Linked DNA regions of Mus musculus: all the other regions are linked to region 1. The links are chromatin contacts, called in public HiChIP or PLAC-seq and promoter capture Hi-C maps. All regions are on one chromosome and are shown on one strand. Each heading gives the region's core, a stretch centred on a gene start, on an enhancer-like site or on the middle of the called end of the contact. The rest is flanking DNA. Distances are from core to core; before and after follow the strand shown. Region 1 holds the start of Scrn1 (secernin 1). Region 2 holds the start of Znrf2 (zinc and ring finger 2). Region 3 holds the start of Prr15 (proline rich 15). Region 4 holds the start of Wipf3 (WAS/WASL interacting protein family, member 3).

The links. Promoter capture Hi-C pulls out the DNA fragments that hold promoters and counts their contacts. HiChIP or PLAC-seq counts read pairs in DNA pulled down with a chosen protein or histone mark.
Region 2: a contact with region 1 is called in an HNF4G HiChIP or PLAC-seq map of pancreatic cancer cells. The contact joins the promoter of Znrf2 here to the promoter of Scrn1 in region 1. A contact is called at or near these places in 3 of 39 promoter capture datasets (the C10 cell line, cranial neural crest and embryonic stem cells), 1 of 484 Hi-C or Micro-C datasets (embryonic stem cells), 5 of 115 datasets of contacts at active chromatin or transcription factors (the SCID.adh cell line, bone marrow-derived macrophages, embryonic stem cells and 2 more) and 2 of 9 other capture datasets (adipose tissue and pancreatic islet).
Region 3: a contact with region 1 is called in a promoter capture Hi-C map of liver, with 3 times the contacts expected there. The contact joins the promoter of Prr15 here to the promoter of Scrn1 in region 1. A contact is called at or near these places in 8 of 39 promoter capture datasets (the 3T3-L1 cell line, cranial neural crest, embryonic stem cells and 3 more), 1 of 484 Hi-C or Micro-C datasets (cerebellum) and 1 of 115 datasets of contacts at active chromatin or transcription factors (pancreatic cancer cells).
Region 4: a contact with region 1 is called in a promoter capture Hi-C map of stem cell-derived epiblast-like cells, with 2.8 times the contacts expected there. The contact joins the promoter of Wipf3 here to the promoter of Scrn1 in region 1. A contact is called at or near these places in 12 of 39 promoter capture datasets (the 3T3-L1 cell line, 3T3-L1-derived adipocytes, embryonic stem cells and 5 more), 4 of 484 Hi-C or Micro-C datasets (the N1E-115 cell line, cerebral cortex and embryonic stem cells), 1 of 115 datasets of contacts at active chromatin or transcription factors (pancreatic cancer cells) and 3 of 9 other capture datasets (adipose tissue, liver and pancreatic islet).

Annotation. Positions count from the first base shown.
Region 1 is chr6:54,563,292-54,569,742 of GRCm38.p6, reverse strand. Scrn1 (secernin 1) reads left to right here and starts at 3,361. Exons shown (of 8, transcript NM_027268.2): 1 at 3,361-3,503.
Region 2 is chr6:54,813,322-54,819,772 of GRCm38.p6, reverse strand. It overlaps Znrf2 (zinc and ring finger 2), which reads right to left and starts at 2,857. Exons shown (of 5, transcript NM_199143.2): 1 at 2,301-2,857. The coding sequence starts at 2,757.
Region 3 is chr6:54,324,569-54,331,019 of GRCm38.p6, reverse strand. Prr15 (proline rich 15) reads right to left here and starts at 4,119. Exons shown (of 2, transcript NM_030024.3): 1 at 3,710-4,119; 2 at 820-1,901. The coding sequence starts at 1,761. The coding sequence ends at 1,393. All of the region lies in intron 4 of 9130019P16Rik (RIKEN cDNA 9130019P16 gene), which reads left to right. It also overlaps the pseudogene Gm34169.
Region 4 is chr6:54,425,557-54,432,007 of GRCm38.p6, reverse strand. Wipf3 (WAS/WASL interacting protein family, member 3) reads right to left here and starts at 2,322. Exons shown (of 9, transcript NM_001167860.2): 1 at 2,148-2,322. 9130019P16Rik (RIKEN cDNA 9130019P16 gene) reads left to right here and starts at 1,787. Exons shown (of 14, transcript NR_033635.1): 1 at 1,787-2,687.

The sequences.
Region 1 (6,451 bases), core at 2,112-4,611:
AAAGTCATAGCACAGCGTATTTTAGATAGGAAAAGTCAAATCGTGGGCGATCATCTTTAAACAGTCTGTTCTGGTTCTCTTCATTTATGACCATCCCTTAAGCTTGTTAACATTTCTTATCTGTTTATAACCCTTATGCTCCCCAAATAACACATGCAATAAATATAAGCAGACAGACAGTCTGCCCTCAGGCTTCACATCTGTGGATTCAAATCAACAAAGGTAGAATATTCTGTTTGGTACATTTTATACCACCCATTGTGTGTTTTCTTTTAAACCCTTAAATATACTCATAATATTCTAATGGTGGTTTTAAGGTACTTCATATGCTAACCCCATAATTTCTTTCAGTTTTAGTCTGTTTTGGTTGACTGGTATGTTTTCTCCTTGTCTTGTAATTTAGATGCTAGACTTATTTTGTTTTGGATTTTGTGCCAGAGGCGCAGGACTTTTATTCAGCTCCACAGTTTCCTTATTCCTCTTTCCAAGTCACGCTGCATAGAGATGGTAAAAATATTCTCCTGTCTTTGAATGCAGAGATTCCTAGCATTAGATTTATGCTTAGGACCCAGATCCATTTCTATTTTATTTCTGCAAATGGGGAAGAAAGTACCACTTTTTTTCAATGCATGAGCACGAGTTTCTCAGTCCCATTTTGATTACTTCCCCTGAGTTACTTTGCTGTAGTTAAAAATTAAAAAAAAAAAAAATCAACCATGTGTCTTGTACCATGCAAGTCTATTTGGGCTGCATGGCTCATGAATCTCTCTTATGTCAACACTACATTCTCTTGGCTGGTGTAGCTTTATAGTGAGTCCTAAAATAAGGGAGTTTACGTCGTCCAACGTTAGTTTCTTTTAAAACTGCTTTTAGGTGTTCATCCCAATAAATTTTAGAATCCGCTTGTCAGTTTCTGCTTTTAAAATCTCTACTGGTGTTAAGTTTAATAGATAGATGATTTTGGAGAAATTTTCCATCAAGTTGAGTTCCTAATTTATGACAATGTTTCTTCATTTATTTGTTACCCTCAGATTTATACTGGGGAAGAGAAGTCATATGCAGGACCAGTTATGATGTCGTTAGGATTGTATATTTTGCATGTTCCCAAATAATTTTATTTTAATCGTACTGGTTATCAATAAAAAAAAAATAGAAGTGCACCTATAGTGTTTTCTCTGAGGAGAGGGAGGGGTTATGTGCGTCCCTCGTGACAGTATGTGAAGGTCAGAGTCACCACTGTACTCCTACTTTCCCTTTTTTGATTCTGGAAAAGAAAACAAAAACAAAAACAAAAACAAAACAGAACAACCCTGTGCCTCCTTCAGTGGAGTAAAGCAGACATACAGCGCACTGGTCTTTACCAGCTCCGAGCATGCCAGACAGACTGTAATTGACGATGTAACAATTGTATGTCATTTAAAAGATTTTTTTCCTTGTGGGCTAGCTCACAGAGGCCTTGTAATTTACACACAGCTAGACTCCACATGGCTGATAGAGGCCAGTGATTAAAGCCCTAACTGATAATTCTAGATTTTTTTTTTAAATCTGTTGGACTGTTCTGTTCCCTTATTTCTCTTTGTGTGACTTGAATGGAAGCAGAGTCTGTCCTGTACAAAGCCAAGAATAAAAATGTCTTATTGGTGCTTAATAAGTGCTACACCACGGTGGAATAAGCTTGTGTGGAGACCCGGGAGATAACAGAGACTTCAGAACAGCGGCTGTCAAACATCAATGCACAAGGGAAACCTGAAAATCTGGCAGAACTCAAGTTTCCTGGTCCCAGCTCTGGAGACTGACGTCAGAAGTTACCAGGGAGGCCCCAGGTCAAGCTCTTTAGGAGTTTTGAAAGTTATTAGCCACATGCATTAGGCTACACAGTTTATTGTTTGCAGTAAATAAACAAAGCACCTTTGTGTTCTAAGTCTGTGAACCAATGGTCTTTTCTGTAGAATCTATTGATGGTTCCTGCCACATTCCCTCATCCTTCTCCCACTGTCTGCTTCCTCACCTGACAAGCTACAAGCACACACTGATTTAAGAGGACATGGGAAAGTCTCCTTACCTGGTGGCCAGTCATCAGCTCTCTTCCCTTTGGAATCTCCTGTTACAGTTTCTTATGGATCTTTCCAAAAGTAGTCTAAGCATTTGCAAAAGGAAGTGTATATATTTTCACACACACACACGCGCACACACACACACACACACACACACACACACACACACTGTTCTGCACCTAACCTATCCCCACTTTAGCCTTTTACTTGGTATAAGTTGGAAGTCTTGAATTAGTACACAGACAATGATCTCATCTTTAAATCTTTAAAATATGCTGGATGGAATTCCATGGTATTTATAGGCTGAATTTCATTCAATCTTTTAGTTTTTGAGACAAGGTGTTACTATGTAGCCTTGTCAGCCTCCCTAATTGTGTGTACCACCACTGTGAGGTTTGGTTCTAGTCGTTGCTGACACAAATAATATGGCCCCCCCAGAATCCTCCTGCTCATTTCACACCCGTGTCCTTTCTTCTATAAGATGAATTCCAAAAGTCCAAAAGTGGAATCAGGTGAAAGGCTACATATGTTCTTATCTTGAGAGATATTGTCATACACACACACACACACACACACACACACACACACACACACACAAACACACACACCATAGAGACTATAAAACTTTGATTTGTGTTCATCTGATAACTGGAAAATACATGTGAATCTGCTGCTGCCCGCTGCTGCTACTCTCTTCCCAGTGGACTCTTACAGCCTTTTCTTATCGAGGTAGATCGGGTCTCAGCCCCTGAGGCGTTGTTATCAAAAGCCTTGAGGTGGGCATCACCTCTTTCCCTGTCAAAAGTTTATTAACCCTGGTGTGGAATCTTGCCTTTGTTACTTGCTGCATGACCTTGGTCCACAGAGTGTGAATATGCTGCATCGTCTGGTTTATGAGCACGATCACAATCGGTTAACATTAGGGAAGGACTTTGACACATTGAATCAACCAAATGAAGAATGCATATCTCTGCAGGGAATTCTCGCCAGGCACCAAGGCTCAGACTAGCAACCACACAGTAAAATGTTGCCAGGAGAAAGCAGGACCTGGCTCCTTAAAGCTCTGGTTCCTCCCTTCGAGAGAGTTTCAACCAAGAAATAAAAATCTAGAAAGAAAGGAACCACTTTCTGTTGAGTCCCGCCCCCTCTGCTGTTCTTGGGGGCTCCTGGTGCCCTCCCCTCCCAGGCGGGGCGGGCTCTGAGGCCTCAGCTGTCAAACACAACGAGTCCTGGGGCCCAGAGCACCGGGAGGCGGAGGGTGGGTCTGCGGTCGCGTGACCAAACCAGCTGTTAGCCGGGGGCTGGAGAGCCTGGAGTCTGGGAAACCGGAGCGCCGGCGGTCTTCTGCGCTACGGATGCAGAGGCTGTAACCTAGCCGCCGCAGCGCCCCCAACTCCGCAGTCGCAGCATCAGCACCGTTGGACCCGGCTGGAGCCGGCTGCTTGGCAGGTGAGCCTCAGGCTACGCGGGGAGCGCCGGGGCGCTGGCAGCTGCTCTTCCGCTGGGAGGTCACCACATTTCCCATTACAATTCTAACGCCTCGCGAGTGTGGACCAGGGAAGGGGAGATCGGAGGTTAGGTGGCCTCGGTCTGGCCCGACTTGAGATCAGGGACTTCGGGACGAAGCTACTGCAGCCTGGTCAGAATCTGCTCCTGCTCTCCATCCCGCATCCTTCCCGCACCTCCCTTTCAGTTTATAACCGGGTGCTGCTTTTTCTGGGCGCCGAGTTGCAAGGGCGCGGGAAGTGTCTCTGAGCTTCCCCGGGCCCCTGAGCTTCCCCTGGCGGCTCCTGCGGCTCCGTCTTGCGGCTAGCAGAGAGAGCCTGGCTCCTTCCCGAGTAATGCATCCGTGGCGCCTGACTAGGCCGCTACCCTTGGTCGCCGGGCGGAGTCCCGGTATCTGTGGTTATCCCCAAGGGCCAGTGAGCTGGCACCAGACATTGCTTCGCTCCAGGCCTCACCCCTGCACACTGGAATCCGGGTGGGGTCATGGCAGGTGTCTCGACCCTTGCTATCACTCCACCTCAGTTTACCCCTATCGTCTTGCTTTTTGTTTTTTGTCCAGGCAGAATTGCTAAATAATTGCTAATTATTTAGCGACCACAGTGAGGTCTGCAGGAGGATGAAAGGAGCGCCTGAATTTTAGAAAATCGGTTGGAATTTAGGAATAAAAATGTGATCACACCCATTTGCGTTTAAGGCAACTTACTATTTTCTGTCTCCCAAGTTGACCTGGTAGGGTTCTGTTAAATAGAGGTGTATTTCTGTGTAATTGTAGCTTGTTAAGTGCTTCTTCCTGGTTTTGTGTGTGTGTGTGTGTGTGTGTGTGTGTGTGTGTGTGTGTTTACTGTGCTTCACGCCTGCCTAAATCCTCATCACTTGCTGAGTAAACCTATGCTAATTCAAAATGGCAGCATGAAAAATCAGGCCAGGCGGAACCCTAGCAGACCACAGCCAACTGCAGCTGCCCCGGGCTTGAGCTGCTGAGAGAAACAGCAGGAGGAAAAGGCTCTGCTGTGTATAGGCAGGGAGTGTACTTGGAGCTGGTTAAAGCTGAGTGAAGTTGCAGTGCCTTGGGGAGCAAGTGGGAAGTTTAGGGAGCTACAGCTGGTTTCCCTAACTTGTCAAAAGCCTAACTGAAACTCTAATTTGGTCTGATTTTCTTTAGACCCATTTAAAGTCAACTGTGCAGAATACAACTGTGCACAGCTTACATACTTTTGTACCTTACGAGTGGCTTTATAAAGGATGGGCGTATCATGTAAACACCCTCCGGGAATAGTGCACACACCAATCCATACAGGGGATGGCACCGGAAGGGCTGATTTAGCCCTTCAGCACCCAGGCTCTAGGATTGCAAATTCTTGAAAGGTGACTCATTTCAGGATTTTTTTTCTTCTTCTTCATAAAGCAGCTTTTCTTTTGATTTTCACTGCAGGGCTGCCAGCCATCTTGTCTTTTAGGAAAGAGGAAGTGCTGCGTGAGTGAGGAAGCAGGTGCCTTAGGGATAATGAGCAGAGAGGATGCTATCTCTGAGGGTTAGGTATAGCGGAGCTGGCAGGCGCTGAACAAGCTTGCCACAGACAACAGAGAGGTTACATTGCAGGGCGGATGGACCACTAAGGTCGTACCTATGGCTGCAGCTGAGGAAGAGGACTCCTGTAGCTTTTTCCTCTTCAAAGTGCCACATGCTACCTCATAAAGTCTAAAGGGGAGAGCAGGTTTGCCCTGAATATCCGAGCAAAGGGCAGCAAACTGTAATGGATTTAAAAACTCAGGTGTTTAAGGGGCTACACCTCCCCCTGCCCACAGGCCCATTTAACTGACCGAATGAAGGCATGAAGGTGTCCATCTTAGGCTCAGCTCACCTTTTCTAGTGATGAAACTGCGTCTCTACGTAAGAACCACAACTTTGGTTGTAACCAAATCTTTGAGGTGGGAAATATATCTTCTGAAAAACTGGTAGCTTGTCTTGTATTGATGGACAACTCTTAGGTACACTTACCTTGTCAAGAAACAAAGTAGGCTAGGTGCCTTTAATGTAAAAATAAATGACAAGCCTGGGTTGAAACAGCTCTAGAGCTATTTAGAAGCTGGTTTTTTCTATAACGTGAATTTTAGTTGTGAATTGGTGACCCCAGGTCTTTGAGAGCAGAGCTGGGGCCTCTGCATGGGTTAGTGTTCTGTTGGGTGGGTGGGTGGGGGATGGAAAATCTGCCTTTCTGCTTTTGCAGACAATTACTGCAGAGAAGAGGGTAGTGGGAGCCAGGTATGGAGAGAGATGCCATAGTGAAGGCAGATGCAGCTGTGGCATGTGCCACCTAAAACTGTTGTTGGCATCAGAACGTGAAGCCATGTTGAAGAAACTGAAAAATAGTAAGTTTTATAAATGAGCAGCCCGGGCCCGGGTCTGGTTTTAATCTTGGCGTACAAGAGGGTGAAGCAGTGGATTTCCATGAGTCTGAGGCCAACCTGGTTTATCCAGTGAGATCCAGGACAGCCAGAGCTATACAGTGATATTCAGTCTCCAAACAAGCAAACAAACAGCTAACCTGGAAACAAAAACCCAAGCACAGACTTGGGAGTGTAGTTCAGCAGCTGAGCTCCTGCCTACTGTGTTCCTAGCCCCGGGTTCCATCTCCTGGGTTCCGTCTCCAGCATTGCAATGAACAGGCAGACAGACAGACAGACATGCATGAGGTTTCTATTTTTGGAGAAAAATAAGCATAGAAGTAAGCAAATGGGATTTAAAAAAAAAACTCACCACTTTTTGGTCCATGGAAGACACTGGCTCTGTGCCTTTTAAGCATTTAAAATATGGCTAGTCCAGAAAAAGATGCCTTGTGGGTGTAAAATTTGCACCAGATCTCAAAAACTGATGTGAAAAAGAATTTAAA
Region 2 (6,451 bases), core at 1,608-4,107, 250 kb before region 1:
AGTAGCATACTTTCTAGTTAAGAAACAGTATAGACATTAGTGCTTTATAGAGTTATAATAAGTACTTTCTGTTGATTTAGAAATACTTTCTCAATTTTCAGTTGGAGTCCATTATGTATGCCCTAACAATTCATAACTCAATAAACACTGCATATGCCCAACCTTTCCTGTAACTGAATAAACGCACTGGTATAAAACATAGTAAAGTGAAATTAATGTAAAGAATCAAGTCTGATTCCTTAAGGCAGCACATCATGCCCCCTCCACCTCAGGAGGACTAGAAACGTGCTTCAGTTAGCTTTCCTCGTGACTCCACCCACCGACATACACACACAAGTCTCATAATTAAAGCCCCTAAGGATGGACTTCACTGTTTGTAAATAGTTTAAGGTCACCACAAGTTTGATCCCTTCTCAAGTAAGGTCATTTCTGATCCTCTTTAGGCCTTTGTCAACTGAAGTTTCTCACATAAATGATTACTTTTCTCAAATGTCCCAAGAATAATACATGTCTGTGATAGTTCTTAATGAACTGGAGGAAAAAGTTGAAACCATTCCACACAATTGATGACTTTAAGCCTCAACCTCAGAGATCTGGATGAGCAAAGCTACAAGAATTAGCTTTTAAAAAAAGGTTTGCATTCCAACACTTGGCAAATAGGTCTTGCCAGTTTTTTAGGAATAGCAGGAAGGCCAGATAGCTGCCTTGCTCCAAACAGTTACTTTAACAAAATAAAAACATACATACATACTGACGACTCTAGTCAGAGAGAATCATCAGCCCTGAGAAAAACTGAATAAAAGTAGTATTCAGTACATAAAATATTAACTTCGAAATACTTTTCCTAGTCCTTTTTCTTGTTCCTATTTGTGATGATAACTGCTCAATGAAACTTAATTTTAAAAAAATATTTTTTAAATGTACCATTACTCTCCAATTCTCAGGAAACTACAGTGCCTCAAATCACTTTAAGGACATATTCTTTTCCTCAAAAAACAAGATTTAAAAAAAAAATGCTTTAACTTTCAGAAACACTGCTGTAATTATTGACATTGCAGAACTTACCATAAAGCAAGTTATTTGTCAGGCTAGGTGTTAGCTCTGTGGTAAAGAGCTTGCCTAACAAGCTCAGTAACTTAGGTTACAGTCCCAGAACCTCACAAGCAAAACAAATAAAAACACTTAAAAAATAATAAAGGTAGCTAAAAGCTAGGTGCTTTCATACCAAGCGTGCAAAATACCATTAAGATGGTAGAAACTACACATGACATTCTCACGAACCAACACTAGCTTCTGATTGCTTTGGAACAGGAATCAGTAAACACTGCTTCACCACATGTCTTACAGTTTCAAACACATGAATAAAAGGGTTTTTAAAACTGAAGGGATGATCCGGGCGTGGTCGCACACACGCCTTTAATCCCAGCACTTGGGAGGCAGAGGCAAGTGGATCTCTGAGTTCGAGGCCAGTCTGGTCTACAGAGTGAGTTCCAGGACAGCCAAGGCTACACAGAGAAAACCTGACTCAAAAAAATACACAAACAAACAAACAAATAAAAAACCTGAAGGGATATAGTTTACATCATTCTGTGCTTACGTGTAAATGTATAATACCAGTCTCATACCGAAAGGAGGTGGCAATATGCGGCTAAGTTCACATTTTCAGGATCAACTGCACCCTTTCTCCTGTTTCAAACAACTTAATTAAAAGCACATCACTGATCTCTAAATTGTTCCTTAACTCTAGTGAACACCGCTCTTCGAAAGACCTTGCCCAATTACTGCCTCTATAGGTAGAGTTGTGATCATTATAAAGATTATCTCTTTAAATAACTGTTCTTGAACTTTTCCACAATCCGCTTCAAACTAAGCAGTAGTGACATTAGCCACACTGTAAAAGTAGCAGTTTCGGGGGTTATGAAGCAACACTTTGCATTAACACATTTAACCAGAAAACAAGTATCCAGTAAGTAGGCAGGGCTATTTACAGAGACGCAAGGATCACAGCTTTGTTAGGAGTCTATCCAAAGGAGAGATAACTTCCTTTTTTCAAACACTCAAACATCCACGTGAGTCCCTTCTGGCTTTGGGCCTTTAAAACTGCTCGCCCTTCAGCTCCGGGGCAGAACTACACTCAGCCACTGATCTCCCCTGACTTCCTGGTACTAAAAGCTACAACCACGAGGCTGTTTCGTCAGTTTGTTTTAAAACAATACTTCTTCCATTCACCGCGTTGCAAGGAGGGAGTGGGGGGTGCGCTTCCCTAGCTGGGGAGCCGCTGCCAGGGCAGGGAGCCGTACCTCCAAACAAGTGCGGGGAGAGGTGGGCCGGGAGCGAGCCGATCACCAGACGCGGCCCGCCAGGGCCCCCGCCCGCCGGCCGGTCCCGGTCCCTAGCGCCGACGCTGTCCTCTGGGCTGCTGTGCACTGAGTCCTGTGAGCCGTACGGGCCGCCGCCGCCGCCAGCGCTGGGGATGCTGAAGGCCGACTGCGCCGCGCGGCCGCCCGACGCGCTGCCCACCGCCCCGCCGAGCGAGCGGCTACGGGGCGCTGCCGGGGCCGAGGCCGCCGCCGCCGCTGCAGCCGCCGCGCCGGCCGAGGCGCTGGGCTGCTGCGCGCCGGACACCGGGGCCGCGAAACGGGCCGCCCGAGCGCCGTCCGCCCCGCCGCCGCCGCTGCCGGTCCCGGAGGGCAGGTCCGAGCCCGAGTAGGCACGGGTGCGGCCGTTGGCGGCGGGGCCGCTCTGCTTGGCGCCCATGTCCGCGCCGCCCCGGGCCGCGAGCGAGCGAGCGAGCGAGCAAGCGAGAGAGGCGGGACGCAGCTCGCGGCTGCCGCTCAGGTAGCCGTGCGGACGCGGTCGCTGCCGGGCCGCCGCGACGGGCCGCTGCCGCTTGCTGCCGCGCTTCGCGGCCTCCGCACCGCCTCCTCCCGGGCGGCCGCTGTCACCGCCGCCATCCTCCGGCTCCCCGGCGGCTCGGAGAGTGGGAGGCGCCCGGCCGGATTGGGGGCCGCCTCCCTGCGCGCCAGCCGCTTGCAACGGGAAAGAGGAACGGGCGGCGCGCGCCCCGGCAACCGTCGCCTCGCGGCCGGCACTGGAGGAGCGGCGGCCGAATCGAGGCAAAGCGCAGAGATTGGGTCCCGCTGCTCTAGCTCTGCCCTACAACTAGGCCGACCCGCCCAGGCCCCGCCCAGCATGTGGTGATGGACAGACCGGTGGCTCCGCCCTCCAGGAGACTCCCCCACCACCAATCAGAAGGCGGCCCCTCCTGCCGCACGTGGCCTGTGAGCGCTGAAGAAAACCAAGTGCACCTTTTCCTGGCTAGGGCGTTCGTGGCAGTATCCCGTGTCTGGAGCTTTGAGTGGGTAGATAATGACCTTCGTTGGTATTGTATACACTGATTAAGCAAACAACAGTCTCAGCAATGAAGACGATTTAAAACAAAAAACAGTACAGGAGCGAAGGACAGAACGAAACAAGGGGAAGGCTGAAGCCAACTTGATCAGAATTATGCTAGGGGAAGGGAAGAGCAAAAAATTGGAAGAACGAACGATAATCCAGCTTGACCTTCAAAGGCAGAGCAAAAACTGAGGTGCAGAGACTATCTTCTCCCGAGATCCAGCCTTCGGGCCTAACACCAAGCCAAATTATGCAGGCTGTAAATTGTTTTACCTTTTTGGACTTTAGCTTCCTTGCCCAGAATGTTTGAGTTAAATCTCCAGAGCGATAGTAGCTTTAAAATCTTGTGGGTTTCTCTAAATGGAACTTAACAGGATTCTAAATGCCTTCCTGTGTGTGGTGCTTGGTCTAGCAGGCTCTGACCCTCCCATTTGGCGGGTACTGGTAGCATTGTCTATGTGCAAGTGTGTTTGTACAAACTGCAAAAATGCACTGTCGCTGTTTTACGCTTTTGTATTTGTGGTGAGTCATTTAAGTAGTGATTCTAGACATTCTTTCAGAAGATAAGGGAATGGAGGGTTGTTTGTTTGTTTGTTTGTTTGTTTTTAATTTGTGTGTGTGTGTGTATAAATGTTTTGCCTGCATGTAAGTTCCCCACGTGTGCCTGGTGCCCAGACTGAAGATCAGACGAAGGTATTCAATCCCTTGGAACTGTAGTTATAGTTAGATGTCACATGGCTGTGCAGGGAATCAAACCCAGTTCCTCTGCAAGAACAGCTAGTGCTCCTAACCGCTGAGCCATCGCTTCAGCCACAAGTTGGACTTTGTAAATAGGAGAAATGAGGCTTTATGAACAGGCTGGCCTGTAGTGCCCAGCTTCTGGAGAGAATGAATCGTGAGGATCACTTGAACCTTAGAATTCAAGGTCAGCCTAAGAAACAGCAAAAACCAGTCTCAATGAGAAGAGGGAGAAAGAAAGAAGAAAAAGAGGAAGAAGGGAGAAGAATATGAGGAAGAAATGTAGTTTTACATATATATGTTTATATATGTGCATAGTGCGTGATATATAGTTACTCTGAGCTTTCATATGATATATCCTCTGAGCTTTCATATGATATATCCTGTATTACATCATGTGGTCAAATGCCTTTTCCTGCAGATGTTACCAGTCACCCCATTCCTAGGACTGAAGACAGTGCTGTGCAACAATGGCTTCATAGCTCTCATTAAGGTGTTCATTAGACACTCAACAGACTATGGCAGTATAGTAGCTTTTCAGTGAAAGAGTGCATTCATGTTTTCCTGTCATATTAAAATCACTCTTTTATTTTAAAAAAAGGGTTTTTACTTTTTATTTATTTGTATATATGTATGTACGTGTGTATGTATGTATGTGGCTACCTCAAGCTATGGCCTCATGTGGTGTCAGAGGACAACTCACAGGAGTTCTTCTTCCTTGTAGGTTCTGGGGGATTGCTGCCTTTACTTGCTTGAGCCACCACGCTGTCCCTAAAATGATTCTTGAAAGTCACTCGTACCCTTACATTATTGCTCTTTGACAGCAGCAGTGTGGAGGAGATTCTTCTCTGTCCTTTCCTTGGTCTGCTTCTCTTAGGGCCTTCTCCTCTCTCTCCAGATAGTAATCCTATGAAGACTGTGTTTTATTACCAAGCAGCTGGGACTTCACTTACAATCTGTAGCTTTGTCACACCCCACCAGTTCTTCACACGTAAGAAACTTGTTCTTAGGTGTGCTCTTAAGTGTTCCTTAAGACAGCATTCTTCCTCTGGTACCTCCATTGGTTCTTTAATGAGAAGCAATGGACAGGAATCAAGACAGGATTGTAAACACACGCCAGAGTAGTATGGTCTAGCTAGGATTAGACCTTGATTCTATTCAGTGATGACTTTGGGACTGGGGCAATCCAAGCCCTTTGCCTTAGCTAAGCCTGTTTGTTGTCAAGTGTCTAAAGTGCACATGATCATAGGACCAGTCTCAGAGTGGCCGAGAGTCTCAGAAGATCCGCTGTCTATTTGAAAATACAAATTCCTCGTCCTTCCTATTATGGAATAATAATATGCATGTTGTCTATAGCATACTGTGATACTGTAAAGTTTTGAGTATGCTAAAATTTAGTGGTCTTGATCTCACTATTTTGTACAATTGAAGTACATTGTTAAGCCTTCAAGTATTATTTGTAGCCGTTTAGTAGTCATTACTAGTATATACATCACCATACTGGCTTGACCAGATAAGCGTATGTAGAAAAGACAGAGGTTATTTGAAATCTTTGTAGTTAAAGGATTTTTTTTTGTAAATGAACTTTTTTTTATTTCATGAGGTAGCTAACATTTTGAGCAGTCTTTGGTGTCCTAAATAGGCTTCAGTGTGTCAAAAAATGCTTCATGTTAATCAGCTGGTTAACAAAGCCCTATGTTATGTTTAACATAGATTTTGGAATCATTATTATTTCTAAAGATAGCTAAGACAAAATGTCAGCACCTGCTAATAAAAACAACTTGGTTCTTGCTTATCAGACTAGTATAATGTTATTAATAAGAGATTAAATATGTGTATTATATTTCGCTCTCAGTTCACTTTGGCTTGCAAACAATATTTTAATTAAAAAAAAAAAAAACAGCATCTTAGACTGAGGAAATGGCTTGGTCTATAAAGTGTTTGCCACTCAAAGATGCAGACCAGCGTTCAGACTCCAGTGCCATGAGAAAAGATAGACTTGGGGGTATGGCTTTTAATCCTGTCTTCAAGGAGATGGACATAGGAGGATTCCTGGGGCTCACTGAGCTATCCTACCCTATTCAGTAAGCTAATCTCCAGGACTCAGTGAAGAGACTGGCTAAATAAATAAATAAAGTGAGCTGGGCACTTGGGAGGCAGAGGCAGGCAGATCTCTGAGTTCAAGGCCAGCCTGGTCTACAGAGTGAGTTACAGGACAGACAGGGCTACACAGAGAGACCCTGTCTCGGGAAAAAAAAAAAAAAACAACAACAACCAATAATAACAACAATAATAGTGGTAATAATGATAATAATGT
Region 3 (6,451 bases), core at 2,870-5,369, 240 kb after region 1:
TGTGAGGTTTCTGTAGATAGCTGACATGTTTGACTATAGCATAAAGATGTAATTTGATAACAAAGACAACAGGGAGCCCGGCCTTCCTACAGGAAGGCTCAGAGCCTCTCCGACCAGGTTATGGACTCTGGTCGACAAAGACTCACTTCTCCAAGAGGGCGATTCTTTTGCTTTGCATGTGCTTGTAAATGAAGCAGGTGTGCTGGGACAAGGTCTCAGCATCAATCTAGGGTACAATACTCTCTTGTCATCTGCTGAAAGCAGGCCCTATTCATTTACTCTTCTTCCTGAAGCTCATAAGAAAAGCAAATGGGTAGATTTGTTGTTGTTGTTGTTAAGAATCTTCAGCTTGAGAGATCAAAGGCTTTGAAATGAGATAAATGGAGACCCGGACTAAATGACATCGGCTTTGAAGCAACAGGTGGGGAGAGAAGCTTTGCACGAACCCAAAGAGCGCAGTCCGTGCGTGAAAATGTTTTTGGAGAATTATGATGAGGTTCACAATGGATGCTAGAAAGGGCGCATTAGTGGCTTTGTGAGTTACTCTGTGGAAATGCCCCGACAGATCAGGAGAATGCAAGGTAACGTGAATTGGTACCACTCCCTTCTATTGAATTTGGTTGGCAAATTGGAATAACTGGCAAACTGGTTCCAGCTGGGTGTTGCTGGTTTCTAGAAAAGTTCTTTGCCCAGCAGCTCTCCAACAGGAGCCGTGTGGTAAATGATTAACCCTGTCATTGAAGACCTTGCGTGCCTGCCTTTAAATACGACGAGTTTCAAAACTTAGAACAGAAAAAAAAAAGTATACAAAGCCACCCTAAGTCTTAATAACAATTTTAATAGTGCACACTAAACAGGCATACAGCTTTGGAGTCCTCGCTTAAGGCAATGTAACTTCTCAACGCCTCTACCTGGGAGGATCTTCTCACCCCGTCACATAGGAATCAACCTAGAGTAGTACCCTAAAGTGCATTTCTCAACCATTAAAAGCAGTGCTGTCCTTTGCTCTCCACAGTCCTCAGTACGAACACTCAGTTCCTTATTTGAGAAGCAGGAAGAGGGGTCACCTACTTATGGCCTCTGAAATACCCATCCAGCCTTGTCATTGCCACAGGTGACACCTCCGAATGACTTTTGTAAAAAACCAACTTCCTCAGCAGTAGACATCTGTCCTTCCCACAAAAAAAAAAAAAAAAAAAAAAAAAAAAATACTTACTCAGTCTCTGAGTCATGGAATTTTGAGGCCTCAGCTGACACTTCACTTTCTAGAACATATTAAATCTTGAAGGCCTTAGTCAACTGCATACTCTGAACTTGGGTGAAGCATCAAGTACTGGGTCTAGGGGTAATAGTGTTTTTCTCTTTCTGTGCAATCCTGGAAGCTTGTTCGGGCTATTGCTTGTCCTCCTGAGGGTCATCTGGAAAGTCAGCCTCCTCAGGGGACTTGTCTCCTTCAGGGAGCAGTGTGGCACGCATTTTCCTCTTCTCCTTGAATCTGCCAGAGCGTGAGATCTTCAAATTGCGCCGACTATTGCCTGTTTTCTCCTCACACAACTTATCTGACCTGAGGGACTCTCCGGGGTCCCCAAGGATATTGGAGTGCTGATTTTCTGGCAAGCTGCTAGTCCGATCTGAGTGAGGTGGTGAGGGTTCCTGGCCAGTCTCTGGCCGAACCTGAGGCTGCACCCCCACCGTAACTTCCTTGCTTTTCTTCCTGGTCAGAGATTTCCACCAGGGGCTGGAGCCGCCACTGTCCGCCATGGCCCATAGGCCAAGCACCCTGCGTGGGGAAGGGCCTGGGCCAGGACAGCTCCTCTCTTTTCTGTGGTCTCTGACTCTTCACTCCAGCCCTTCCAGGCTTCTCCCACGCAGACTTGCTGGATGGGAGTTGAGGGAGAGCCCTGCACAGAGAAAAAAAAAACAGAACTTGGGTTGGTCAAAGTAACATTCTACTCTCCTCAGAGTTGGAACTCATGGCAACTCTGTGACCACTGGCCACCTGCAGAACAACCCTGATCTACAAGGTTGAGTTCCTTGAACTCCCGCCCGACCTCAACCTTTGCCTTACCTCCCAAGCAAGTGCAGTAGCTATCCAGTGGAGATCAACCTGGCTCCAGAGGAAGTATGGGCTGGTCTGCCACTCAGCCTGACTGTATAAGGACCACTACAGGTGCCCACCTACCTACCCTACAACCGCTGCCAACCACTACATGTGCCCACCTACCCTTAGAACCGCCACCCTTCAGAGGAACACCAGGAGGGGAATGTGTGGGTGTGGGGTGGGGAACCTAGCTTGTCCTGCCCACTACAGATGAATAAAGATCAGGTATTTTCTTTATTAGTGATTGAAGAGGGAGTTCCCAGCCCATTGTGGGTTAGACTATTTCTGGGTTGGCAGTCTTGGGTTCTATAAGAAAGCAGGCTGAAATCCAGGCAGTGGTGGCACATGCCTTTAATCCCAGCAATCCGGAGGCGGGCAGAGGCAGGCAGATTTCTGAGTTCTAGGCCAGCCTGGTTTGAGTTCCAGGACAGCCAGGACTATACATAGAAACCCTGTCTCGAAAAACAAACAAACAAAGCAAAGCAAGCAAGCAGGCTGAGCAAGCCATAAGGAGCAAGCTAGTAAGCATGGCTCAAATTTCTGCAGTCTTTTTCTAGGATGAGCGGTGATGAGCGGTGTATCCAAGTGAGAAAGCGGGGAGCATAAATTCATGGTTGTGCTTACTTCAAACTGCTTCAAACCACTTCTGCCTTGTGATTTTCAGAGGCTGTCTAGACTTAACTTCCCTTGGAAACCGCCATCCCACTCTTCCTTTAACTCCCTAGAGCCAATCTCCACACTGTTGGAAGGCCGCGGGTCCCAACCCTTCTTTCATAGTTCTCTATCTCTTGAGGATTTTACTTATTGTAAACAAAGTCTTCTGGTACTTTTCTTTGCTGGTTGCCTTTCCATCCTCCAAAGGAGAGCGCCCAACCAGGAACTCCAGAAAACCATTGAATAACGGAGCCCAGACGCTCCTGATAGTGCAAGCCAGACTCTTGGCACACTTCCTGTGAGCGTGCTACTGGACACGGCCACCACGAGTGGGCAGGGCTCGCGCGCGCCGCCCATTTCTAGGTTTCAGCTCCGCCGCTTCGCAGCCCACGCACCGCGGCGCTCCTGGGATTCGCCAGTGCGCAGGAGGGAAACTTGTGCGGCCGTTTGTTGTTGCAGGTTCTCCCGGAACTGCCTGGTAGAGGAAGTCTCTGCGCCTACGGGGAGGCGCCATCTCCTCCCTGGGGATGTCCTGAGGACTCACTCGGACTGGGGCTTGAAAACCGTAAAAGCAGAACCAGCTCAAAGTTCTTTCCCTAAGAAAGGCGCCCACACCCTTAGGCACCGTCAACGTTGGGGTCTACAAACGTCTTACTCCCTATTCTGCAGATCGGAAAAACACCGCACCCCAAGGCATTTATTAATGGTGGTGGGCAGCCACCCAACACTTTCTTTTCCACAGTGACCAACTTGGTGTGTACGGAAAGGCTTTGTGAGAATTGCGCAAGGAAAAGATGGCAAATAATGCAAAAGTAGGCAGATCACTGTTCTGGGGGGGGCCTCTCCTCTGGCAGCAGGAGGAGGGGCACTGCAAAGCGCTAGACAGCATTCTCCAGGGACTTCGTAGCGCCAGGGCCTGCCTTGTGAGACGCAGAGGGACTCTGGTTCACTCACCTGTAGGGGCTTTCAGGGCCACTGCGGCGCCGCGCTGCGCCGCGCGGGCTGTCTAGAACACGGAGGGGGCGTCTCCGGGTGCCTGAAGCTTAGTCGCGGTGTCCCTTATCGCTGACTAGGAGAGATGCAGGAATCGTTGTTGCTGATCTCGCCCAACACCCCTGACACTCGCACACTGTCGGAACAACCTGGGGTTGGCAGCACGGTCCGCTCAGGTGGCAGGGACTGTCAGATCCTCCGCCCCAGGGTGAGTCTGGTCAGCCTTTCCCGGTGGGAGTCTCACATTCTAGGGCGCGTCCTTTCTTCCCGTTCACTCTGCTCTCTGGCCTCAGCTAGACAGGACCTGGGCTACTGACTCCGGCGCACTACCCTTCCTGAGCGTCCGTAGGAACGCGCTGAGACATCTGCCCACTTGCTGGTGGTTGGCCAAAGGCCTGAAGACACCAGAACTGAGGAGGAGGGGAGGGTCAGGGTGGGACAGGAGGCGGCCGCCAGGCTACAGGTGCAGGTAGGCGTCCCCGCCCTTCTGGGGACCAGATTGGACGAGGTTGCAAACGTGGTTCCAGCCCTGCGGACTCTGATTGGAGAAAAAGCTGTGCTGCGCCGCCTCCCTGCTCGCGTTCCGTTCTTGCGCTGAGGTTTGAGTCCCAAGGCTTTCAAATTTTCTAACTCGGAGAGCTGATTCAAACTCTGTCATTGTTTGGGAGTTTCAAGCGCCCTTACCTAAAAGACTAAGAGTTGAGAACCATGTCGTTGCTGTCATCGGGCGCTATCCTAGTACTATAACTCACTTGGGTCAACTCACTTGGGTTAACTCACTTGCTCATCAGACCGCCCCAGGCCTGGGCACTATGGCTCCTAACAGACCTGCAAAGGAACCATGGCTTTGCGGAGGTTAAACAGTTGTCCAGGATTGCATGCTGAAGGGCAATCTCGAAGTAACGGGGTTGGAAGTTTGATTCCAGCTTATCAGCTTGTTAGTCTTGGGTTCTTACCATAACTAAGTGCCTATGCTACAAAGCATCTTTCGCGTTTGGGCGACCGCGCATCGACACCCATCCAAGCATATTACTCCAGCCCAGAGCCACTGAGAGGGTGAACCAATGGGCCCCAGCACCGTGCAAGGTGCTTTAGCTCGGTGGTTATTTGTCAAAAACGGTATTAGAGGAGACATTTCTCTAACTAAGGCGAAGTTACGACTTGAAAGAGATTTTGGGGGTCTCTAGGCTTGCAGACATGCAAGTAGGACCCTTTCTTTGCCTCTAAGGTAGGCAGTCCAGGCAATTTGTCTGCTTTGAGCACTTTCTGCGGGACAAGCCTGGTGAGAGACAGATCACCAACCAACTCTGATCTCTTGCAATAAGGATTTGATAAGCAGGCAGGAATTTTATAGAGACTTTCAATACAGTAGGGAAGAGGAAAATACAAGGACTTGGTTGGTGTCTTAGTTTGGATTCAATTAAAAAATGAAAGATGAACATACACTGTGTATTTGGAAATGATTTGTTTCTAACCAGAGATTAGAGAACTCCCCTCCCCCTTCCTCCCTCTGCCCCTTTCTCTCTCCTCCCCCTTTCCCCTCCTTCTCTGCCCCCCTTCCTCCTTCCTTCCTTTCTTTATTGGTGGAATTTCACTATGTAACTAAGACTGGATTCAAACTCTGGCATACCACCAAAACTGACTCTTGAGGTTAGTTTTAAAGTGGGGACACTGAACCATAACACTGGTACTTGATAAAGACTAGTTGCCAGCTTTAAAGGAAGCTTTCCGGAGGCAGATGTCATATGATGAGAAAAGCTTGTCTGGGGAGTCGCCACCACCACCGTTTATGGAGCTGGGACATGCCCTTGTCAAGCACATTGTTGAAAGAATGAAGACACCAGGAAAAGGACACTAGCTTGCTGAATGGCTTTTCATCTAGTGTGGTTTTCACAAAGCCACAAGCATTTTCTCAATAAACAAATCCTTCATCTCTCAATAAGATAGCTCCTCAAATACATTCAGCAATGTCAAATGTCTCTGTTATGCCTCCTGGGTTGAGTGGAAGCACCTTATAAATGAGAGAACCACTAGATGGGGGTGAATATATCCATAGAAAGGTGAAGTGTGTGTGTGTGTGTGTGTGTGTGTGTGTGTGTGTGTGTGTGTGTGTGTGTGTGTAATGAATAGAGTCATGAAAAGCAGGGTAAACAGCAGCTAAGAGAGCCTCAAGGTGTGAAGGATGCTGGGCTTCTCAAGGCTCAAAGGGCAGGTGGGTGATGTAAGCACAGAGTGTGGCTGGGCAGACCTGGGAGGTGACACTGGGCAGCTGAGTAGGACACAGACTTTCAATGGCAGCTGGGACTGGGGCCAATGCAGAGTCTTAACAGTTGCTTTCTTGGCAAAATAAATGATCACCCACTTAAGGAATGAGTTTCTAGAACTGGGTGCTAGGAACTAAGGTCTTGGAGACCTTGCAGAATCTTGGAGTTTAGCGCTGACATTTTTGCTCAGCAAACCTGAAATTTCTGGAGGCGCTGGGAAACTGATCATGTCACTACATCTCTCCAGTAGGGGTGGGCTTTGGAAGGAATCTGAACAAATGCTTAAGGAATACAGCCGATCATACCAGAGAAACCAACGTACCCTGCACTCATCCTAGAGAACTGTGGTGTGTCTTGGCTTTGTTCTTCTTACTCTTGCTGACCTCACGTTCATATCTCCTGTTCTTGTCCTTTCCTTCTTTGTTAGCTCCATGCCTTT
Region 4 (6,451 bases), core at 1,073-3,572, 140 kb after region 1:
TGTTCTTAGACACACGCGCTCTCCTCCGCCCCTTCTGCTGCCTGCTGACTCAGTGTAGCACCAAGTCACACTCCCAAGTGCCTGAAACCGAGGCTCCTGGAAGGACTAAAAAGGGGTATACAGCAGCTCTACCAAGGCAGCCTGACATCTCTGCGCAGATTTGGGCACCAACAATTGGATGTGGGCGGTGCACTTCCAGTTTGAAGTGTACAGACCCAGGTCCCTGTCCTCGGCACACTCAGCTAACCCCTGTCTCTTTGCATTTCTCATCTGTGGAAAGGCACAATAGTTACAGGAACCACAGGGCTTGAGTTAATGCATATGGAAGCATCTACAGTGCCTGGCCATTTCCTGCTACTTCCCCACTGGTTTTCTCTCCCCTGTCCTTCTCCCTGTTTTCCTGATTTGGTTTTGCTTTAAAATGCATCTCTAAAGTACATTAGCTGGCAGACTTCAGCAGCCTGTGCCCTGCCATGCCCAGTGCCCTTCAGCATCAAATATCCACTTACGTTGTTATTGAAGTAAAAAAAAAAAAAAAAAAAAAAAGCCCCAAGTGATGTGCACAAGTCTAAAGCACACAACTTCCTGAGTTTCTATGTATGGGGAGCATGTCTAGACCTAAAGTGCCTTGAAGGTCTGCCCAGGCCAGTAGGAAGCCCAAAGGCAGTCCACTTCTGACCTCTACCACTACTTTACAGTTTAGAGAGGACAGCTTTTAGGAGAAGGCTGGGACTGGACAGGTAGTTTATCAGTGGAAACTCTGATCTTGTAGAACACTAGGACTCATTCCCAGCACCCACATAGTGGTTCAGGGACATTACATCCTTAACTCTAGTCCAGAGGATCCAGTGCCCTCTTCTGACCTCTAGGGGTTTCCTGGCACAGAGTCGTGCATAGACATACATGCCCGAAAAATACTTACATAGAAAGTAAAAGGAGTGAACATTAAAAACAAGGCTAGAGTGTCTGATGATTATAATACTAACTGGCAGCAAGAAACCCTCTCCTGGCCCTCTCTGAGGTGACGAAGGCAAAGACAGTGAGGCACACAAGCTTTTAAAGTCACACAAGTCTGCCCAACAAATGCTCTCACTTACATCCAAGGACCCCAGGCACAGAAGAGGAATACCACTGTCCCACTGGAAACTTTCCTCAGAGAGTCCCCAGACTGTGTGTGTGTCAGAGATACTTCTGGTTTTTCCTGAGGCCATTAGACAGGCTTCCTGGGTTTCTGGGCAGAACATCTACCCAACTCAGGTTCTCACACTCATGGCAGACACTCCAAGCACACAGAAGACATTGTTTCCACAGGGGAATGGATGCCTGGCATCCTACAGGAGAGCGTGTTCTTCTCCCAAGCTTGCTCCCCGTGAGCTCCTGGCTAGGTATCCGGGGGAATGGCCACAATTACCCAGTCCCGCACACCTCCAAAGGACTTTAAAGGCCATTTGTGGCCAGATGTAAATGGCTAGAGATAATGGATAGACAGACACATACACTCTCTGGCTCCTGACCTAGGCAGGCTTACAGATAAGCCTCGGGGAGTCAGGACTCAGCTCCTGGCCCGACTCTGTCACCAGGAACTGTGTGACCTTGGATAAGTCACTTTTTCCCTCAGGAATTGGCTTTCTTTCTGGGAAATGGTCCAGTATCCTCAGTCCTTGTCTGATTGTGCAGGTTCCCAGATCTCTCCTAATCGCCAGGGACCCTTCCTTAACATCCCCAACACAAGCAAGATCCGCCCTTTTGTTCTCAGGGGAGGGGTGGGGGGTGACGTGGGGGAAGGGAAGCAGAGCCCCCTTGGGGCATCAGACTAAGAGGCCTCCGTGCCAGAAGCTGATAACGGAAGAGTGCTGTCCTGGGAGGTCACCAGGGAGCCCTGAGGTGACCTGGTGTAGCCATGGTCCCTTTCCGACCCGTGGCGGGCAGGGAGCGAGTGGTTGCCGCTAGGGCTGCACGGAGCAGCTCCCAGACGTAGTCGCGGCTGGGGACTACAGTTTGGAGAGGGTCCTGGGCACTCTCACTCACCCAGCGTCTTTGACAACGCGGGAGGCCACTCTACCTCGGGACTGTCCCCAATACCCTCCGCGACAACCCCAATCGGCCACTTACTTAACCCAGGGCCCGGACGCGAGCAGAGCAGCTACCTGCAGCTGGCCGTAACCCGGCCGACTGGACTTTAGCTGGCGCCTCCGTCCCCGCTGTCCCCGTCGTCTCCGTCGTCCCCGTCGTCTCCGTCGTCCCCGTCGCCTCGAGGATCCCGGCTGGGCTGCAGACAGTGCCTGGCGTTGCTTCTGCGCGCCCGGCTAAGCTGGACTCTGCGCTCCTCGCTCGCTCCCAGCCGGGCTTAAGCGCTGCCGGGACGCGGAGGCGGAGCCGCCGCCCCCACCTGCTCCTGGCGGCCGCCCTGGAGCCTCGCCGCCCAGCGCACGGGGACGCGGTCCAGAGGGCGGGGTCGCTCTGGCACCCAGGAGGCGGTCCTGGCTGCGCGGCGGCGCAGCTCCCAGGTACAGAGTCCCGAGTGTGAGCCACGGGGACAATGGGGCCAAGGGCTGGAGTTCCCCTGCACGCCACCTCGTCTATATATTACAAACATTTCTGAGCCCTCGCTAAGCCCCAGACAGCGCGTATATGCAAGGGGACAAAAGGAGAATGGGACAGCCGGTTGTCCCGATGAGCACAAGCAGGTACTTACAATACGGAGCCAAGAGAACATCCAACGTGTACAAAGCAGAGGGACACCCAATTCAGACCTGGGCTTGAGAGGCAGGGGTGGGTGTGTGGGTGGAGAGAGCTGGGGGGCGGGAGGGGGAGGTAGAGAAGCTTGCTCTCAGAGATAGGTGAGCACAAAATATCCTGGTAACACAGGGAGGTAAGTAGCTTCCGGTGGGGCAGAAGTGGGAAGAAGGCAGTTTGAAATCTAGAGTGAAGCGAGTCTGTCCCATTTCCCTGTCCGGCTGTCCAGAGCTTGGAGAATGCTGGAGATTTATGCCTGAGGCTCCTGTGTACACTCAGCTGCTCCAAGTGCAGCAATTCAGGCTGGCATTTCCTGCCTCTCACATCTTAGGCATACTTGTGTTCTGGTTCGAAAAGGAAGGAAAGCTCAATTTGCAGAGAAGAATTATTTCCATGGCCATGTAGAAATCCCACCAGGTCTTCTACGGAGCCCCAAAGCACAAACTAGTTGCATGGCCAGTCATTTATCTTACAAGCTGGGCGGTTTCTGGAGGATATACTAATTCAGCTTTTTAAATGCTTGATTCAAAGTGATGGTGTCTGCAGAGTGGGGCTATTTGGGGCTGAAAACATCATGAAGTTGTTGTGTTCAAGAACCCAGTGTCTCATGGCACAAGTGGTCCTTCTTGCATCCTTTTTCTCTGGACATTGCAACAGGATTCAGTCTCTGGGAGCCACGTTCCAAATACCTAAGCCGCTCTCCCCATCGTCTCTATGGACAGAATCCAGAGTGATGACCAGTTAAAGACTAAAGACTATAGTGCCAGTGCCTTTCCTGATCACCGAGACTTTCTTAGCACACTAGCTGAGTTCAATTCCCAGTACTACCAAAAGAAAACAAAGCAAAGCCCCTCAAACAACAACAACAACAACCATAATAAACCTTATCAAAGTTAATATAGTAGGAATAGATGAGATAGCTTGGCTAGTAAAGGCACTTGTTACCTGGCGACCTCCATTGGATTGATAAATTGGAAGTGGGAGTTGTGTGTATCTGTGTGTCTGTCTGTCTGTCTGTCTGTCTGTCTGCCTCTGCCCTTCCATTCCCTATTCTCTTTATGCTTCAGTATCTAGTGATGCTACACCTAGATTTTAACCAAGAAACAACTAATGTGTTACCACCACTATCTACAACAGAGTAGAAGATGGAGACAGTGTGGTGTTGCTAAGCACCTGAGACAAAGCCAGCAGCTATCCAACTCTGGTCTATTTATTAGATGGAAAAAAAAAATGCTGTTTGTATAAACCACTGATATGGGGGCTTCTCTCTCTCTCTTTCTTTCTTTCTTTCTTTCTTTCTTTCTTTCTTTCTTTCTTTCTTTCCTTCTCTCTTTCTTACACTAGTATTTATTTATTTACTACCCATTTTGTTCCAAATAGGAGAGTCCTATTTGGGAAATAACAGTTTTTAGAGGTCCAATCTTACAGTTAAGTGTATTTCTAGTGGAAAAATGTAACTTGAGAAGAATAAACCTTCCCATCTCCTCCCATCGTTCACCAAACACCTGCGGTAGCTCACTTCCAGGTGTATGTTTATGATGGTTCTGCAACTTCTTGGGATCTTTAGTAGAAAGGTACCAAGGAAGCCCAGGTGGTTTGCAGCATGTCTTCGCTTCACCATGCCAAATATTTACAAACCAGCTCTTACATGATGAAAGTGCTCTGGTACTCAGAGAACAAAGATGGATTTGCAGCTCTGTCCTCTAGGAAGTAGCAGCTTAGCTGACAGGAAGGTGAGAGGGGCCCTGAGGTTCTGGGTGAAGGGTGATGCTTCCTGGATGGAGAGCTGATACAGAAGGGATGGACCTGCGGGAGGAAGTAATGATCACCTGAGCAAGCTCAGAGTTCAGCTTAGTGTTAAAAAGGAAGCTCAGAAGTTAACAGGCTTGTCCAAGTCAGGGGGTTTCTGAGAAGAAGAGCTGTATATGAAAATGAATCCACAACATTCCTTTCTGCCTCACTGCCCGGCCCAGAGCCTAATGAAGGGCATGTTCACTGGGGCAGCAGCTGGATACATCACACACGATGTCTCAGCTCAGTGGTACCCGGTGCCTTCATTTTGGTAGCTGCCATTCTATTACAATGGAAGCTCCTTTAAGAGAAACCCATCATTCTGGCAGTGATGACACACAACTTTAATCCCAGCACTTGGGTGGATCACTGTGAGTTTGAAGCCAGCCTGGTCTACAGAGTGAGTTCCGAGACAGCCAGGACTGTATAGAGAAACTGTTTCAAACAAACAAATAAACACCCAAAACAAAACAAAACAGGATAGCCAAGGCTACATAAAAAACCTTGTCTCGACGGGTGGTGGTGGTGCACGCCTTTAAGCCTAGCACTTGGGAGGCAGAGGCAGGTGGATTTCTGAGTTCGAGGCCAGTCTGGTCTACAGAGTGAGTTCCAGGACAGCCAGGACTATACAGAGAAACCCTGTCTCAAAACAAACAAACAAATAAACAAACAAAACAAACAAACAAAAACAAAACAAAAACGCAAAAAACAAAAGAACTTGTCTCAAAAACAAAAACAAACAAACGAACAATCCCATCTTCCATCTAAACCCCTTGCTTCGACTAATGGCACTAACATTCAGTGATTTTCCTAAGTCCCAAACTGGGTCTGCCCTATCATCTCACTGACTTTACCCCTGCCATCTGATCTGTCACATTCGGCCTCCCACACACTTTCTGCTCCTTGCCAACTTCTGCTGCTGTTGCTGGAGTTCATGTCTGGTCTCCTGTCATCTTCAACCTAGGCTTACAGGACTTCAGGGCTCCAGGGCCCCAGGGTTCCAGGGCTCTAGGGCTCCAGGTCATTACTCCTTTCCCTGAAATCACTTCAAGCTTTCTCAAGTGCAACTTGCACCTTCTAACATGTCTTCTTGCAAGCCTTAGTCATTCTCTTCTGATTTGGTGATGAAGTCCAAAAAAAATTAGTACTATATAATAATGTAACTTCCAGGACCAGCCCCATCTCATCTTCTACCTCTTACTCCCAAAACTACACAGTAGCTCAGCTAAGCCCTCAGGTTTATCATATGCTCTTTGACCACCTCCACCCAGACCAATTCTTGTCCACATCTTCCTGCTCCTTGTTTTTCTCAAGAACATCTACCTCCTAAGATATTCCTTCCTTTGTGAAAGCCCTCTGGCCCCTCATGGTAGATCAGGCCTTTAGTGTATAAAACCCCACCCCCTCTGTCCTATTTTCTGATCTATATCCTTGAAGGCAGAAATGCTGTCCTTGTTTTAGGGCCACTAGTACCTCGCATGTCAAAAACCACAGAATGAGCCAACTAATTCAATTCTTGAATTAGTAAGTTAACAAAAAAGCTTCGTGCCTTTACTAACACATCCAGAGAAAATTCTGTATCGTCTCGGAGGTGTCAAGCCAGCTAATGTCGATGCCGCCCCCTTCTCTCTTAGTGCGACATAGTTCCAAATACGCAGGGATGCTATGAAAGGACAGTGGGTTGATAAGGCATGGACTCTCCCTTCAGCAGCCTTGAGTCCAATCTCTACTGTGTAACAATTTTCTTTATACTGGAGAAACCTTGCAAACAGCATCAGCACAGAAACCGAATGTTATGATGAAGCAGTCTTAGGACTCTCTGTACTCATACTCCCCAGACAGGCAAGCTGTTTTCGGGATCTCTGAGAATCGACTGTCCTCAGAAGCCCTGCTATGCAGGTAACAATGGCAGCACATGATGTTG